2 separate regions of the Macaca mulatta genome follow, and region 2 is linked to region 1. Evidence: chromatin contacts called from public Hi-C data. All regions are on one chromosome and are shown on one strand. The core of a region is the stretch at or near the end of the contact, and the rest is flanking DNA. Distances in the headings are between cores, read along the strand shown. Region 1 holds the start of RGL2 (ral guanine nucleotide dissociation stimulator like 2). Region 2 holds the start of RXRB (retinoid X receptor beta).

The links. Hi-C and Micro-C count contacts between places; a contact is called where the count stands out from the background.
Region 2: a contact with region 1 is called in a Hi-C map of fetal cortex germinal zone, with 2.8 times the contacts expected there. The contact joins the promoter of RXRB here to the promoter of RGL2 in region 1. A contact is called at or near these places in 2 of 14 Hi-C or Micro-C datasets (fetal cortex germinal zone and liver).

What each region holds. Positions count from the first base shown.
Region 1 is chr4:148,987,287-148,995,133 of T2T-MMU8v2.0, forward strand. It overlaps RGL2 (ral guanine nucleotide dissociation stimulator like 2), which reads left to right and starts at 3,820. Exons shown (of 18, transcript NM_001194701.2): 1 at 3,820-4,351; 2 at 4,571-4,767; 3 at 6,080-6,163; 4 at 6,412-6,590; 5 at 6,724-6,774; 6 at 6,863-7,160; 7 at 7,429-7,680; 8 at 7,763-7,847. The coding sequence starts at 4,612. The region is part of intron 1 of WDR46 (WD repeat domain 46); the gene reads left to right. It overlaps TAPBP (TAP binding protein), which reads left to right. Exons shown (of 8, transcript NM_001261727.2): 8 at 1,772-1,931. The coding sequence ends at 1,783.
Region 2 is chr4:149,085,327-149,093,173 of T2T-MMU8v2.0, forward strand. It overlaps RXRB (retinoid X receptor beta), which reads left to right and starts at 5,087. Exons shown (of 9, transcript XM_078000222.1): 1 at 5,087-5,173; 2 at 7,563-7,616. The coding sequence starts at 5,152. It overlaps SLC39A7 (solute carrier family 39 member 7), which reads right to left and starts at 5,031. Exons shown (of 7, transcript NM_001261144.1): 1 at 4,281-5,031; 2 at 4,024-4,192; 3 at 3,812-3,865; 4 at 3,510-3,674; 5 at 3,237-3,377; 6 at 2,832-3,028; 7 at 1,581-2,398. The coding sequence starts at 4,691. The coding sequence ends at 2,126. HSD17B8 (hydroxysteroid 17-beta dehydrogenase 8) reads right to left here and starts at 1,287. Exons shown (of 9, transcript NM_001114958.1): 1 at 1,236-1,287; 2 at 833-1,050; 3 at 611-727; 4 at 409-501; 5 at 223-308; 6 at 36-120. The coding sequence starts at 1,287. It also overlaps a transcript of PFDN6 not described here.

The sequences.
Region 1 (7,847 bases), core at 2,570-5,069:
ATTTGCATATATAATATCTTTGGGATCACACCCAAACCTAAACAAGAAATCATTTATGTTTCCTATACACATTATACACATGGCCTGAAGACTTTGTTTCCTTGTTTTTTTTTTTTTGAGACAGAGTCTCTGTCGCCCAGGCTGGGGTGCAATGGTGTGATCTCGGTTCATTGCAACCTCCACCTCCCGGGTTCAAACGATTATCCTGCCTCAGCCTCCCGAGTAGTTGGGATTACAGGCACCCACCACCACACCCGGCTAATTTTTGTATTTCTAGTAGAGACCAGGTTTCGCCATGTTGGTCAGGCTGGTCTCGAACTCCTGACCTCAAGTGATCCGCCCATGGCCTTGGCCTCCCGAAGCGTTGGGATTACAGGTGTGAATCACTGCACCCAGCCACAATATTTTTAATAATATATGTGATCCATCACATGAGGGCAGCTGTGGGATTTTCCACTTGTGGCATCATGTTGGCACTAAAAAAATTTCAGGTTTTAGAACATTTCAGATTTTAGATTTTTGGACCGGTGATACTCAACCTGTACATCCAAAACATTATTGCAACATGTAAACAATATAAGAAATTACAGGCTGTTGTGCACGGTGGCTCACGCCTGTAATCCCTGCACTTTCGGAGGCCGAGGCAGGAGGATCACCTGAGGTCAGGAGTTCGAGACCAGCCTGGCCAACATGATGAAACCCCGTCTCTACTAAAAATACAAAAAATTAGCCAGTCGTGGTGACGGGCCCCTGTAATCCCAGCTACTCGGGATACTGGGGCAGGAGAATTGCTTGAACCTGGGAGGTGGAGGTTGCAGTGAGCCGAGATCACACCATTGTACTCCAGCCTGGGAGACAAAAGCAAAACTTTGTCTCAAAAAAAGAAAAGAAAAAGAAATTACAATCTCGGCCAGGCGAGTTGGCTCACGCCTGTAATCCTAGCACTTCAGGAGGCTGAGGTGGGCGGATCACCTGAGGTCAGGAGTTCAAAACCAGCCTGGCCAACATGGTGAAACCCCGTCTCTACTAAAAATACAGAAAAATTAGCCGGGCATGGTGGTGCGCACCTGTAATCTCGGCTACTTAGGAGGCTGAGGCAGGAGAACTGCTTGAACCAGGGAGGTGGAGGTTGCGGTAAGCCGAGATCGCACCACTGCACTCCAGCCTGGGCAACAGAGGGAGGCTCTGTCTCAAAAAACGAAACAAAACAAAACAAATTAGCTGGGCACGGTGGCACACACCTATAGTCCCAGCTACTTGGGGAGCTGTGGCAGAAGGATCGCTTGAATCTGGGAGGTCGAGGCTGCAATGAGCCAAGGTTGTGCCACTGTACTCCAGCCTGGGTGACAAAGTGAGACCCTGTCTCAAAAAAAAAAAAAAAAAAAAAAAAAAAAAAAAAGAAAAAGAAAAGAAAAGAAATTGCAGCCCTTTTTCCACCCTAAGTATTCGAAAGCAGGTGTTTAAACAGTCAGCACATCTCAGTTTGGACTAGCCACATGTCAAATGCTCAATAGCCAAATGTGGGTGGTGGCTGCCATATTGGACAGCGGAGCCTGAGAGGACTGTTAGGAGGATTAAGGAAGACAGTGTATCTCCTTTAGAAGATGTAGGAGATAGAGCACTCAGCACAGTGTCTGGAGGGCAGAAAATGTTAGCCTCATCCTTCTCCCATCATCTGTGCCCATGATAGTTTATATGTCTCTGGACTGACCATGTACACCTCAACTGCCTTCTAATATTCTGAATTCCTCACCACCTTCCTCTCTTCCAGAAAGCAGAGTGAGGGCACTCACCTCCATCCTGTGGAAGCCACCATCATCTCTGGCCCAAGCGTCTGTAGTAGCTCCCCAAAATAATACCCCATCATCTGTTCCTACTCCCTCCAATCTCTCTCCACTGAGTGGCTGGAATGCTTTTTTTTTTTTTTTTCCACTTATACAAGGGAGAATTTTTTTTTTTTTTTTTTAGACAGTGTTACTTTCTTGCCCAGGCTGCAGTGCAGTGGCGTGATCTTGGCTCACTGCAACCTCCGCCTCCTGGGTTCAAGCAATTCTTTGGTTTCAGCCTCCGGAGTAGCTGGGATTACAGGCACATGCCACCACACCAGCGAATTTGTGTATTTTTAGTAGAGACGGGGTTTCACCATTGGCCAGGCTGGTCTTGAATTCCTGACCTCAGGTGATCCGCCCTCCTCGGCCTCCCAAAGTGCTGGGATTACAGGCGTGAGCCACTGCACCAGGCCCAAGAAATGTTTTTTTAAAAAACACACATCTTATGGCATTCACCTTCTTGGAGCTCTAGGACAGTGGTTCTCAAAATTTTTTCTCTCAGGACCTCTTAAAAATCATCAAGGACTCCAAAAAGCTTTTGGGTATGTGGGTTATAGCTATCAATATTTATGGTACTAGAACTTAAAACAGAAAAATTTAAAACACGAGAATACATAGGCACACATTCCATTCATTGTGGGAACCATGGTGTAAATACATATCATGTAGTTTCTGAAAAACTCCACTGTACACTCTCATAGAATGAAGAAGGCAAAAAACTTTTTTTGTTTTGTTTTTTGAGACCCAGTCTCTGTCGCCCAGGCTGAAGTGCAGTGGCGAGATCTCGGCTCACTGCAAGCTCCGCCTCCCGGGTTCACACCATTCTGGTGCCTCAGCCTCCCGAGTAGCTGGGACTACAGGCGCCCTCCACCATGCCTGGCTAAAATTTTGTATTTTTTAGTAGGGACAGGGTTTCACCGTGTTAGCCAGGATGGTCTCGATCTCCTGACCTCGTGATCCGCCCGCCTCGGCCTCCCTGTGCTGGGATTAGCGGCGTTAGCCACCGCGCTCGGTTGCAAATAACATCTTAATTTTGTTATAAAAAATAGTCATTCTCACCTACCCCCTGACATAGTCTCAGCGACCTGTAGGGCCGAGGTTACACTTGGAGAACCCGTGCTCTAGGGCCAAACCCATTCTTCTTGCCCTGGCCCACGTGTTCCCCCCACCGCTCCACACTGGAGCCACTGCCTAATTCTCCAGCCCAAGATGGTGCTCGCCAGCCCTCCTCTCAATGCTCATCACACACAGGGCTATTCCTTTCCTCCAATGAACCAACCGCCTCCCGCCCACCTCCAGTTCCCAGCCCTCTGTTCCCTTTGCCTGGTCCACCCTCGGCCTCCCTGGGTCGCAGACGAGGTCGGCCTCGTCATTCCCCGCAGACCGCCGCGCGTCCCTCTTGTGCGGTTCACCACAGTTGTATTTTAAGTGATCATGTGAGTCGTCGTTAAATGCCTGTCTCCCCGCGGATCATGGGCTCCTCGAGGACAGGGACCGGCCTGTCTGTCCACTGCTGTAACCCCGCGCCGGCATAGGGACGTAAGGCCCCACTGGAGGGCGCTCATCAAATAGCTGCTGGATATTGACGAAGGAAGCGGCGCAGCTCAGGGATCTCCGAGTCAGGACTGTTGGACAGACCGACGGGGTAACAGGTCTAATGGTGTGGGAATAAAGTTGTATTCCAGTGCTTCCAAACGGGCCTCTCATTCCAACCCCCTTCCAAGCAAAATGAATATTCCAATCACCTCTGGTCCCTTCCAGTGACCTTGAACCCCTCAGAGAACGCCCCGTCGACACCGTTCGGGGTCGGGCGCCACTACTGGCGCATAAGATGCGCTCAAGCGGAGGGCACTCCAACCGCAAAGCGACGCCGAGCCAACAGGGATCCCTGCCTCGGCGCCGGAAGCCCCAAAGAGCCGAATCTGGAACCGGATGTGGCTGCTTCCTGCCCCGCCCCCTGCCGAGGGGGCGGGAACCGAGGGCTCTTCGGAAAACGCGGCCGGGATTTCGGTCAGCGGAGTTCGTGGGTTGTGGTGGGGAGCGTAATCCCGTGGGGATGGAGTGACCCGCTCTCTCTCCTCCTGAAACGCTTCCCGCGGGAGTTTTAGCCGTGTTATTGTTGGGGAAGGGAATGTCAAATTCTGCTCCTGCCTTCCCCCAGGGGCTGGAGATTGGAATCTTTATTCCAGTTCAGTGCGGAGCGACGTGGTCTCCAGAATCCCCGAGTGTAGAGGCGGAGGACAGTGGAGCTGGGGACTCGGGCGCCTGGGTCCTGGTCCCTGAGCGTCCGGCGCTCCCCTAGTCCGCGGCCCTGGCTCCTGTCCTCACTTCCTTCCCCTTTTGGCTCCTGCTCTCGGAGCGGGCGGACGCGGGGGGGAGCGGAAAGGGCGGAAGGGGCCCGGGAGCCTAGCGGGAGGGGTTCAAGGGGGTACGGAAAAGCCGGGGAGGGGACTTGGTCCGGGGCCGGAGACCGACGGCAACAGCGGCCCAGGACCCACGCTGCCCCCACCCCTCCCGAGCAGGTCAGAGCCTGAGCACCCTGCGCGTCCCCGTACTCGTGACCCCCTCCTCCCCCAACTGCACCAAGGGCCACCCTATTTCACCCTTCTGTTGCCTCCCTCCCCCAGCCTTCCTGCAGAATTCCCTTCCGGTCTTCTTGACACCCACCCACGTCCCTTCCCTGCCCGGCTCCCCCGCGCCCACCTGACTCTCCACCCCCACCCCACCCCGTCTCTCCCCAGGCGCCCCCATGGCCCGACCCCGCTGATTCCTTCACTCGGCCATGCTCCCGCGGCCCCTGCGGCTGCTTTTGGACACGAGCCCCCCAGGGGGAGTCGTACTGAGCAGCTTCCGAAGCCGGGACCCCGATGAGGGTGGGGGCCCAGGTGGCCTGGTCGTGGGCGGGGGGCAGGAGGAAGAGGAGGAGGAAGAAGAAGAGGTGAGACGCGGGTGGTGGGAGGTAGGGGTCGGATGTATTTCTGAAGTCTCCACTTTTCTCTTGTCTCTGGGTCCCTACATCTCCTCCTCCTTGCCTCAGTTATTCTCGCGCCTCCCTGGGCGTCGGCCCGTTTCTCTGCTGCGGGGAGTCCCGGCGTCTCTGTGGTTCTCTGTCAGTGTGACTCAGGACCTGCCCGCAGGAACCTGCCTGGAACTTCTGGCTGGCTGTCCCTGCGGGTCTCTGGCCCTCTGCCTCTGCCTGCCTGAGTGTGCCTACTTCTCTGAGCAGTCTTGTCTTGCCCCCTGTCTCCCTCCTTGTTTTTGTTTGGCGGGGAGGGGTTTGTTTCCACAGTAACCAGCTCCTCTGACTCTGGGATTGGGGAGGGAACCCTCAGATTTCGTGACCCCTCCTTCCCTCCCTCCCCTTTACCCCCCCCCCCCCATCCTGGGTAGAGGCAGGGAAGCCACGGTTCTGGGACCTGGAGGAACGATCCTAGGGTGGGTAGAGAGTGGTTACCTGTTTTCATTAGGGATTAATGGTGGTGGCCAGGAGCAGGATTTTAGGCCTCAGGAGGGGCCAGAATTTGGATTTGGGGCCCCGAGGCCCTGAACTCCTAGGTCCAGATCCTAAGTGAGGGCAGGTTGACTGGCAAGGCTGGTTTTTCGGGATCGGTCGGGGGAGGGACTGGGGCCACGTGACTCTCTGAGTCTACCGCCCCCCAGCCCCCATCATCCCACTTCCCCTTTTCCTTCCTGGACTGGGATTGGAGCTGCTACCTTCAGGGGTCCCTTAGGGCTGAGATAGTGGAGGCATTACCCGAGGGACCAGTGTGAAAGGGGGCCTGAGAAGGACTAAAGCTCTGGGCTGGTCTAGTCCTTGGCCGGGAGGGGCGGGGCATGCGGCAGTGCCTGAACTGAGGTTTCAGCTACTCCTAGTCTCTGCCTCTGGCTTGCTGCCTCTCGCTTCCCTCTCCTGCTCTTTGTACCCTGCTTCTCTGTCGTGTGTGGGTTCAGCTCTGGGGGGAAAGGGCTTTGGGGGTCTCCAGGATCAGGATTCCTGTACTCCATCCACGCCTCCACTACAGCCCCTTCTACTCCACCGGGGCCCTGAGGCGACTGGGGTGGGGCTGTCTGGGCCCCAGTGGGGGAGACCTGGGGTCACCAGCTCCCCCCACCCTTCCTCGCACTCGCTGGTACTATGCCCTGCCACCACAGGTGAGGGGTATAGAGGGAGAAGCAGGGCCTGGGGTGAAGGCTGAGGGCAGTGGGGGGTGATATGGAACTGTCTGACTTCCCCTTCCTTGCTCCTGCAGGCCCCTGTGTCCGTCTGGGATGAGGAGGAGGATGGTGCCGTGTTTACCATCACAAGCCGCCAATATCGACCTCTTGATCCCTTGGTGAGATCATGACTTTAGCTTCTCACCTCTGACTCTTCAGTTCGCTTCCTCTGGCTGACTTTCTGGCCAGAGTGCTAGGTTGGAGTTCTGGAGTCCTGGACTCCGCTGTATGACATAGGCCAAGACTTTTGCCCTCTCTAAATATCAGAAAAATGAGGCTGGAACATCTCCTGGGTCTGGGATTGTCCTCAGAAATCTAGGGGCAGAGTGGGAGAAAGCGTTGGTGATCATCTCTTTGTGTCCTCCAGGTCCCTATGCCTCCCCCGCGTTCCTCCCGACGGCTCCGAGCTGGCACTCTGGAGGCCCTGGTCAGACACCTACTGGATACCCGGACATCAGGGACTGATGGGACTTTCATGTCAGCCTTCCTGGCCACCCACCGGGCCTTCACCTCGACGCCTGCCTTGCTAGGACTTATGGCTGACAGGTCAGAGTCATAAGGGACCCAGGGTCGTGGAGTGTCTGTCCAGATTTCCTAAAGTTCCAACATCCCACCAAAATAGTTAAGGCCACTGGGGGTTTGGGGAAAATGGAGAGATAGATCCTCTTCTTCCCCTCAGGCTGGAAGCCCTTGAATCTCATCCTACCGGTGAACTAGAGAGGACAACAGAGTGAGTGACCCCTGTTTCTTAATCTCACAGTCCACTCTGCCCAGGCTGCAGCTTTACCTCTCACCCTTGGCTGATTCCCTTCTCCCAGGGTAGCCATCTCTGTGCTGTCAACCTGGCTGGCCTCTCACCCTGAGGATTTTGGCTCTGAGGCCAAGGGTCAGCTTGACCGGCTTGAGAGCTTCTTACTTCAGACAGGGTATGCAGCAGGGAAGGGTGTTGGGGGGGGCAGCGCTGACCTCATCCGCAACCTCCGGTCCCGGGTGGACCCTCAGGCCCCCGACCTTCCTAAGCCCCTGGCCCTCCCCGGCGATCCCCCTGCTGACCCCACGGATGTCCTGGTGTTCCTCGCTGACCACTTGGCCGAACAGCTGACCCTGCTAGATGCGGTGAGACCCTGACCTCTGGCCCGTATGCCCCCTGACCCCTTACTAACCTCTCCTTGACTCCAGATCCTTTCCTTGCTTCCACCCTTTCCTGATCCAGCTCCTAGCCTCCTTCACCTACCATTTTGACTTTCCCTTTTTCCTTTTGGTTGTTACCCTTCAAACCCTGTGCCCCTCTGGTTCCTTGGCCACCTGAGATCCTCAGATCCCTAATATTGGAAGGCTGACCTCACTTGACTATGAACTTTAACCTCTTACCTCTACCCTGCAGGAGCTATTTCTCAATTTGATCCCCTCTCAGTGCCTGGGAGGCCTGTGGGGTCACAGAGACCGGCCAGGACATTCTCACCTCTGCCCATCTGTCCGAGCTACTGTCACACAGTTCAACAAGGTGGCAGGGGCAGTGGTTAGTTCTGTCCTGGGGGCTACCTCCACCGGAGAGGGACCTGGGGAGGTGACCATACGGCCACTCCGTCCCCCCCAGAGGGCCCGCCTCCTGGAGAAGTGGATCCGCGTGGCGGAGGTGAGAAAGAAGATTGCCCCACGGTGGGTGGCCATGGCATGGAGAGGGCTCCCATAGCCTTAGCTCTCTTTGACCCCCACAGGAGTGCCGGCTGCTCCGAAACTTCTCTTCAGTTTATGCTGTGGTGTCAGCCCTGCAGTCCAGCCCCATCCACAGGCTTCGGGCAG
Region 2 (7,847 bases), core at 3,837-6,336, 99 kb after region 1:
CTGAATGCTTATGCCCTCCACCCACAGCCTCCTACCTTGTCCACCACTTTCTGTGGCACTTTCTGTGTCATGGGTGTTGCAATGAACCCTGGGAGGACAGAGTTACAGCGGATCCCATGTCTGTGGGAAGGAGAGTGGCTGCTGATTCTGGAGAAGGCTGAATGCTGGTCCCTCCTTCAGACCCCCCAGGTGCTCCCCAGCACCCTCAAGCATCTGACCAACCGTCCAAGCTCCCGGGCTGCAGTCTGGGTCAGCCCAATCACTCCAGCCTTGGATGCTACATAGTTTGTCTGCCCCATGTTCCCCACCTATAGGTGAGTCAGAGATGTGGAATGAGTCAGGAGTCTCAAGGAGGAGTTCTCCTCTCTATGCCACTTGGCTGGCTGACCTCGTCCAACTCAACCTGACCTTTCCTGTGATGCTACTAATGTTGATGATGGAACCACGACAACCACTGGACACCAGGGCTTGTGCTGCAGCCTGAGTGACTAGGAAGGTACCCTGGCGGGAAAGGGTAACAAGGGAGAAAAGATCAGCTGGGGTGACAGCCCTCCTTCAACTCCCTCTCCAGGCTAAGGGGGCCAAAAGTAGCAGGTTCAGAGATCGCCACCTTGAGGTTGACAGCTATGACTTTGTCCCAGTCATCCTCAGACATGTGCAGCAGAAACTCATCCTGGGTGATGCCCGCACAGGACACAACGACAGATGGTGGGCGAGAAAAGCAGGCCTATGGGAGGGGGAAGTTACGCATCAAAACCCCCCCCCCGCCAAAGAGCCGGGGCAGTGGAGGTAATATTAGAGCTTTAGAGGGGTAAGGTAGCCTGGCGTTCACCTGCACTTGTTCCAGCAGGCGCCTGGCGGCTCTGGCCTCAGACACGTCAGCCTGGAAGGCAGCGTGGTTCCCTCGGGGCGGCCCCTCCTTGTTCCCTGGCCCGCCCAGCAGCTGCACCGTCTCCTGTGCCGCTGCCCCGTCCAGGTCGCAGGCAGCTACGGTGGCCCCCTCTCCGGCCAGGCGTACACTGACTGCTCGGCCGATGCCGCTCCCCGCACCTGAGGTAGGACAGAACACGCCGGACCGGGCAAGGGGAGGAGGCGGCAGAGATCAGAGGTCACAGGGCAGAAAGTTAGTAAAATGTGGATAAGGGGTCAGAGGTCACAGCAGCCGCGGACTCCAAGGGCAAGACCCTGACATCACTCCAACACCCCAAACCGCCCCAGGAGAGAACCCCCTCAACCTGTGACCAAGGCCAGTGCGGAGCGGAGCCGGTTCTGGAGCTGAGACGCCATTGCGGCCTGTGGGTGGGTGGGAACCCCAGCACTAAGCCAATCCCAGCGCAGAGGGGGGTGTGGCCAGGGCAAAGCCGGGGCCAATCAAAGACCCGCCAGCCTTAGGCCATCTGTGGCCACCAGCGCAGGCCGACCTCCCACTGCGGGGGCGTGGCCAGACACTGCTGCTTAGGGGCCCCGGGTGCGGAGAAGACAGGGGGCCCCATTCCCCCCAAAAAGACAAAGACTGCATGTGGGGCGGAAGATCGGAGGACTTTATTTCCGGTTGCCACCCCTCCCCCTCGAGTGGAACAGTGATATAAAAGGAATAGAAACAAAAAAAATCAGGCCATGAGATTACCAACTAACCCTCTCCCACCCCCATCCCCCGGAATCACTCCCAAATTAGGACACATGATTGATGTCTGATGTTTATCCCCGACTCCTCCTGTTACCCTCTCTGTCCAGGACTCTGGTCTTCTCTGAAGCCTTCACCGACTGGTGGGAGAAAGGGAACTGGACCTTGGAGAACTTTCTGTATGGCAACTTGGTTCTCCGAGAACAGGTGGGGTAGGGGACACCAGGTAAGCTGCCATCACCCCCTCTCCCTTCCAACCTTCTTCATGGCCCCAACATGGTCAAGGGGTGCCCAACACTATCATCCCTCTGGCCTCTCATTCTCACTGCTCCAGCCTCTAAGACTGCCAGCCCTTGAAGGCCCTAATGCCAAAGTAACCATTCTCCCAGTCTACAGTTCCTTCCTTTGGCAGATGTCCCTGGCCAGGGCCCCCAACCTCTACACACCACTGACCTGGAGTTAGGGGTAGAAGTTTGGGGCAGGAGTAGTTTATCCCACGCCTCACTCGAGATGGGCAATCAGCACCATCATGACAACTCCCCCCAGCAGCCCCAGCACCTCCAGAAGTGACTGCAATGGTGATGCCTCCCTCAGCAGCTCGGGCAACACAGACACTGTTGCTACGTAGATAAAGCCACCTGCAGTAAATGGCAGGACCCAGCCAGGACCTGCACCACCTGCAACTTCACTGCCCACTGCTCCTCCTTCAGTGAGAAGGGCACAGGCTGTGCCTGCCAGTGCCCCTACTGCTGTCAGTAGTTGCAGACGCATTGCCTGATGGGCAGAAAAGAGAAAAACGCACTCACCAATAGCTAAATATTATCAGTGGTTTAGAAGTGGCTGGTGGGGTATAGGTATAGGGGACATGGATTTGGAAACTAAACATCAAAGTAAAAAGAGAGGAGGGGGCAGTCTAGAATAGACAATTTCTGAAAAATCTTAGCGATCAGAGGTCCTTTCCAGACTTTCTGATTGAGTAGGCGTGTGTGTGTAAGACTCCACTAAACCATTCAGATGGTTTATAGACCACAGTTTAAGAAATACTGAGCTAAAGGACAAAGTAACCAGAACTTCTTTCCCCTCATTTCTAGAGGACTTGTCAATGACAGTATGAATTGTTTGGAACTAACAAGAGGCTATTTGGGTTTAGGGTGAGTGAGGAGAAATAAAGGGTTTGAGGTAGCTGTGTTTGGCAGACATCACCAACCTGCTTTTTGCTGCAGCCAGACTGGACCAAGATGGCAAAGTCTCCGACCTCATGGGGCACTTCATGTAGCAGGACAGTCATTGTGGTCAGGATCCCTAGCCCCCGACCCCCTCGAAAGGAAGCCCCAATGGCCAGACCATCAGTGAAGTTGTGTGCCAAGTCAGCAGCCAGATTCAGGTACCCTGACACACGCAGATCTTGTACAGGACGAGAAGAGAAAATGATCAGAGGCCTCCATCACCACTTGTTCAATCTTGGTCAGTTATTCTCACACCTCCCCTCAGAGACCACTTCACACCCAGTCTTTTAGTGTTTCCGAGACACCTGCCATTACCCACAGCACATATTCCATGTGATTTGTGATGATGTCCCTTGCCCAAATTTATGACCAACTCTGGCCCTTACCTAAGCCTCTTTTTTCTTCTTCAGCATTCTGAGGTCTCACTGGCCCATCTTTGGGTACCGTGCTCCCTCCTCGCCTCTTCTGAACCCCCCCTGTTTCCTTTTCTTCTTCTTCTGAGCTCTGCTTCTCCTTGTTAGAACGCTCTGAGGGAAGAAAAGAGTTAGTCAGCGTGGAGAACAGATCTTCCAACATGTCCTCTCCCTCCTGAGGGCCGTAAGATGAGGAGATTCTGAGGCAGGCAAGTCAGCTTTCGGGAAAGTTGTTCCTGGGCTCACCTTGTCTTCCATGTCCATGACTTCCATGTGTGTGACTGTGAGCGTGTCCATGTCCATGACTGTGACCATGTCCTCCTTTCACATGTCTCACAAATTTCTCCACAACAAGAAAGGCAACAATTCCACTGAGAACCCACAGTCCCACAGACAGAATGGGGCCCTGGCCTGGGAATGGAGGCATTGAGACATTAAAGGAGATGTGCATTACAGACTCCTCCTCCTCAAGTGCAGGAGGTGAGGAATAGGGAGAGACAGACCTTCCCCAGCACCCCAGCTCCCATCCCCATCTGTCTCTTCCTCACCACTGTGGGAGTGTCCATGTCCGTGTTGCTCCAGAGTGTGGTGAGAATGAGGTTCTGGAAGATGGGGGGAAAACCAGATGAGGGAATATCTGACACAAAGGGTGTGTATTTGGGGGAATATCGAAAGGTCAGGGATCATAAAGGAGAAAGAACCCTTTTCCCCCAAAGAACAAAATAGGTTAGATTTGAGGTAGAAGTCAGAGGTTACTTACCAAGAGCATGAGGAATGAGGTGCAGGAAGGCATCTCCCAGGAGGCCACCGGAAGCAAAACTGAGCAAGATCTGAAGTAGAGAGCGATGCCGGGGGGAGTTTGACTCCACGGGGATAAGGAAGAGGACAAAAAATGGAGCTGCTGAGATCAGCACTGTGGCCCCCAGTGCCTGGTGAGGGAGAGTCAGGGTCAAGTACTGTGGTGTTTTCCAACAATCCAGAACCAGCCCCTCTCTCTCCCATCCCCTGGAGACTCACATAAGCCCAGAGAGTGACAGCATCCAGGTCCTGCTTGATGCCTGGAGCCCCAGACTCCCCATAGCCTCCATGGCTATGCTCATGGTCATGTCCATGTCCTCTGTGGAAGAGGCTCTCATGGGAGTGGCCATGGCTATGGCCATGGTGTAAATCCTCATGTGAATGTCCATGGTCGTGACCGTGGGTATGTCCATGCCAGATGCTCTCGTGAGTGTGGCCATGGCCATGGGCATGGCTGTGTCCATGGTGGAAATCTTCATGTGAGTGCCTGTGACTGTGGCCATGGAAGTCCTCTTGCAGATCGTCGTGCAGGTCGTCATGACCCGCGAGTCCAGCCACCAGAAGCCCCAAGGCCGCCCAGGTCAGCAGTCCCACGGCCACCCAGTGGGGGGCCCCCAGGCCTCTGGCCATCACGCTGACCAGAGGGACAGAGACAGTGACTCCACTTGACTCAACTCTATACCTACACAGGGTCAGCTTTACTCCAATAGCGCCCTCCGTCCACCTCTATGGGCCGCTCTCCCATTCCCTTAAGTTCCCACCTACCTACATTGTTCCCAAGACTAGTTCTCTTTATCCCGAACCCCCTCCCGGATGTAGGGCCCTGGGACACTAGTCTTTCACCAGCCACTTTACAGACTCTCTGGGCCCTCGTCTCTATGACTCATTAGGTAAGGAAAAGGCTTAGAAAGGATGGTAGAGAAAAACAGAGAATTCTCACCAGCTCCGGGATCCTCTCCTTTCCCGGTTTGCTCGGACGTGGCAGTCCCGCCTTTAGCTCCCGCGAGAACAGGAAGTTCCGTTCCACCTTCGTCCTAGTGCCTTTACCAATATGGCGGTACTCTGGTAGCGACGAATCCATCCTGCACTGATGCGCATGCGCGAGTGTGGAGGTTATTTGAGGGGAGGGTGGGCGAGGCGGGCTAACAGGCCGGAGGAGACCGCCTCCTCGGTTTCCAACTAGACGAGGGGGCGGGAACTCGCGCCGAGACTTCCCGTCTGTACAAAGATGGCTGCCACATTGGCGCTGTCATTTTGGTACAGAGCAGAGCGACGGGCTTAATTCTACCCAATCCAGGCCAGAGTCTTTCTCTCAGGGGCTTCCTCGTGCTCAGCTACTCCTCCGATCAACCCCTGGGAATCCCTGGGAGCTCTTCGGTATCCCTACTCTCAGCCAGGGATATGTCTTGGGCCGCTCGCCCGCCCTTCCTCCCTCAGCGGCATGCCGCAGGGCAGTGTGGGCCGGTGGGGGTGCGAAAAGAAATGCATTGTGGGGTCGCGTCCCGGTGGCGGCGGCGACGGCCCTGGCTGGATCCCGCAGCGGCGGCGGCGGCGGCGGTGGCAGGCGGAGAACAACAAACCCCGGAGCCGGAGCCGGGGGAGGCTGGACGGGACGGGATGGGCGACAGCGGGCGGGGTGAGTGTCCCAGCAGAAGGGCAGGCGAGCCAGTAACCGCGTTATCTGCAACCCCTCCCCCACACCCTCCTCTGGTTTTCCTGGCGCTCCCGCCCCCTTGTTTGTAAACACGCGTCCCCTCCCTCCCGAGGGCCTTAGCACCCTCCTCCCCGGGGCGGGGCGGGGAAGGGGAGCTTCCGCCCTCCTAACCGTGACCGCTTGAGGCCTTGGGCACCGGAGGTCGCGGGCGTGGGAAGGGCACGATTCCTCTTAAGCTTCAGAACTTTGGGCGTTTAAAGGCAGATCCTGCGTCGTAGGAGGGGTCTCTCCCGCCTATCTCTTTCCCCTGCACGCTCTGGCTACCTGGCTTTACGCTGGGAATAGAGGGGCTCGATGGTCTACCCCACGTGTTGCCCCACCCACGAGACAGGTGTGGCTTTAGGATGACCTGGTATTCAAATAGATCGGTTGGAAAATTTTCCTCACCTGAACTATCCTCCTCTCCTTGTCACCTCCCTCCTCTCACCACAATGAGGAGTTATGCTGTGTTTTTTTAGCCAGTCAAATATAGCAGTGGGGGGTTGTATATCAATTTTAGTGACACTAATGTTTATTAATAAGTTCTGATAACCCACTACCATCGGACCAGCCGGAGTTACACAGTTGTTTGGCAGCAGGGTGTCTCTGGACTTGGGGATGGGTGGAGTGGGCTGGGTCCGGCACGGTGGGGTATTAGAGAATTAAAGTCTCTAGTTGGATGTTTGAAGACTCATTTTCTTTTTTTGTCTCTTCTGTCTCTTTTGTGTCTGTGTACGTGTACATACCCCTCCCTAAGACTCCCGAAGCCCAGACAGCTCCTCCCCAAATCCCCTTCCCCAGGGAGTCCCTCCCCCTTCTCCTCCTGGACCACCCCTGCCCCCTTCAACAGCTCCATCCCTTGGAGGCTCTGGGGCCCCACCCCCACCTCCGATGCCACCCCCCCCACTGGGCTCTCCCTTTCCAGTCATCAGTTCTTCCATGGGGTCCCCTGGTCTGCCCCCTCCAGCTCCCCCAGGATTCTCCGGGCCTGTCAGCAGCCCCCAGGTGAGAGGTTGTGACCAACTTACTGCCTGGCCACTTTCGTTTTCTTGTTTTCCTTGTAACCGAGGATCCATATGTGAACTTCCCCATGGCCCATTGACCTTCCAATTCTCTAATCTTGTCAGTCCTGTGGTCTTTGTGAGACCCCTTGCCTTTCCTGAGGTGACTGATGTTTCAGTGCATGCTTCCTCCCCTAAAAGAACCCTAATATTCTTTGTTTTTGTGTGTGTGTGTTTTGTTTTGTTTTGTTTTTTGAGATGGAGTCTTGCTCTGTTGCCCAGGCTGGAGTGCAGTGGCACGATCTCGGCTCACTGCAACCTCTGCCTCCTGGGTTCAAGCGATTCTCCTGCCTCAGCCTCCTGAGTATCTGGGATTACAGGTGCCTACCACCACGCCCAGCTAATTCTGATATTCTTGATGTCCTTTTCATCTATCAGTGATTTTCTGCCCTTTTGGTCCCATCTGCTTTCCCAAGACACCTGCCCTTCAGGGTCACTGTGTTGCACAATTTCGGGGGGCCTGTTTATTCTCTTTGGGGTTGTGCTCCAGGGATGGCCCTTCACATAGACTGCAGTGTAAATGATGCCCTCTGGAATGTGCACTGCAGGGCCTTGCTTAGTGGTAGGGAATGATTTCCATCACTTCTGTGAGATTCTCCTTCCCAACAAGTCTTCCTGTGACTTCCCTATTTCCCCCATCCCAGATTAACTCAACAGTGTCACTCCCTGGGGGTGGGTCTGGCCCCCCTGAAGATGTGAAGCCACCAGTCTTAGGGGTCCGGGGCCTGCACTGTCCACCCCCTCCAGGTGGCCCTGGGGCTGGCAAACGGCTATGTGCAATCTGCGGGGACAGAAGCTCAGGTATGGGGCTCAGAGGATGAACAGAGAGGGAGAGTCTGGGCCGTGTATCATCACCTGTGGGATTCCCAGGGCTTATGGGGTTTGGTCAGAGCAAGTGACCTGGGGGAGGCTTGATGAGAGTAAAGAAACTGAAGCTGAGATGTAGGATGCAGTTGGGGGGAAGGTCAGAGGGAAAAGGGAGTGCCTGTAGGGTTTCTGAACAGTGGGGAGACTGGGACTGGATCATCACTC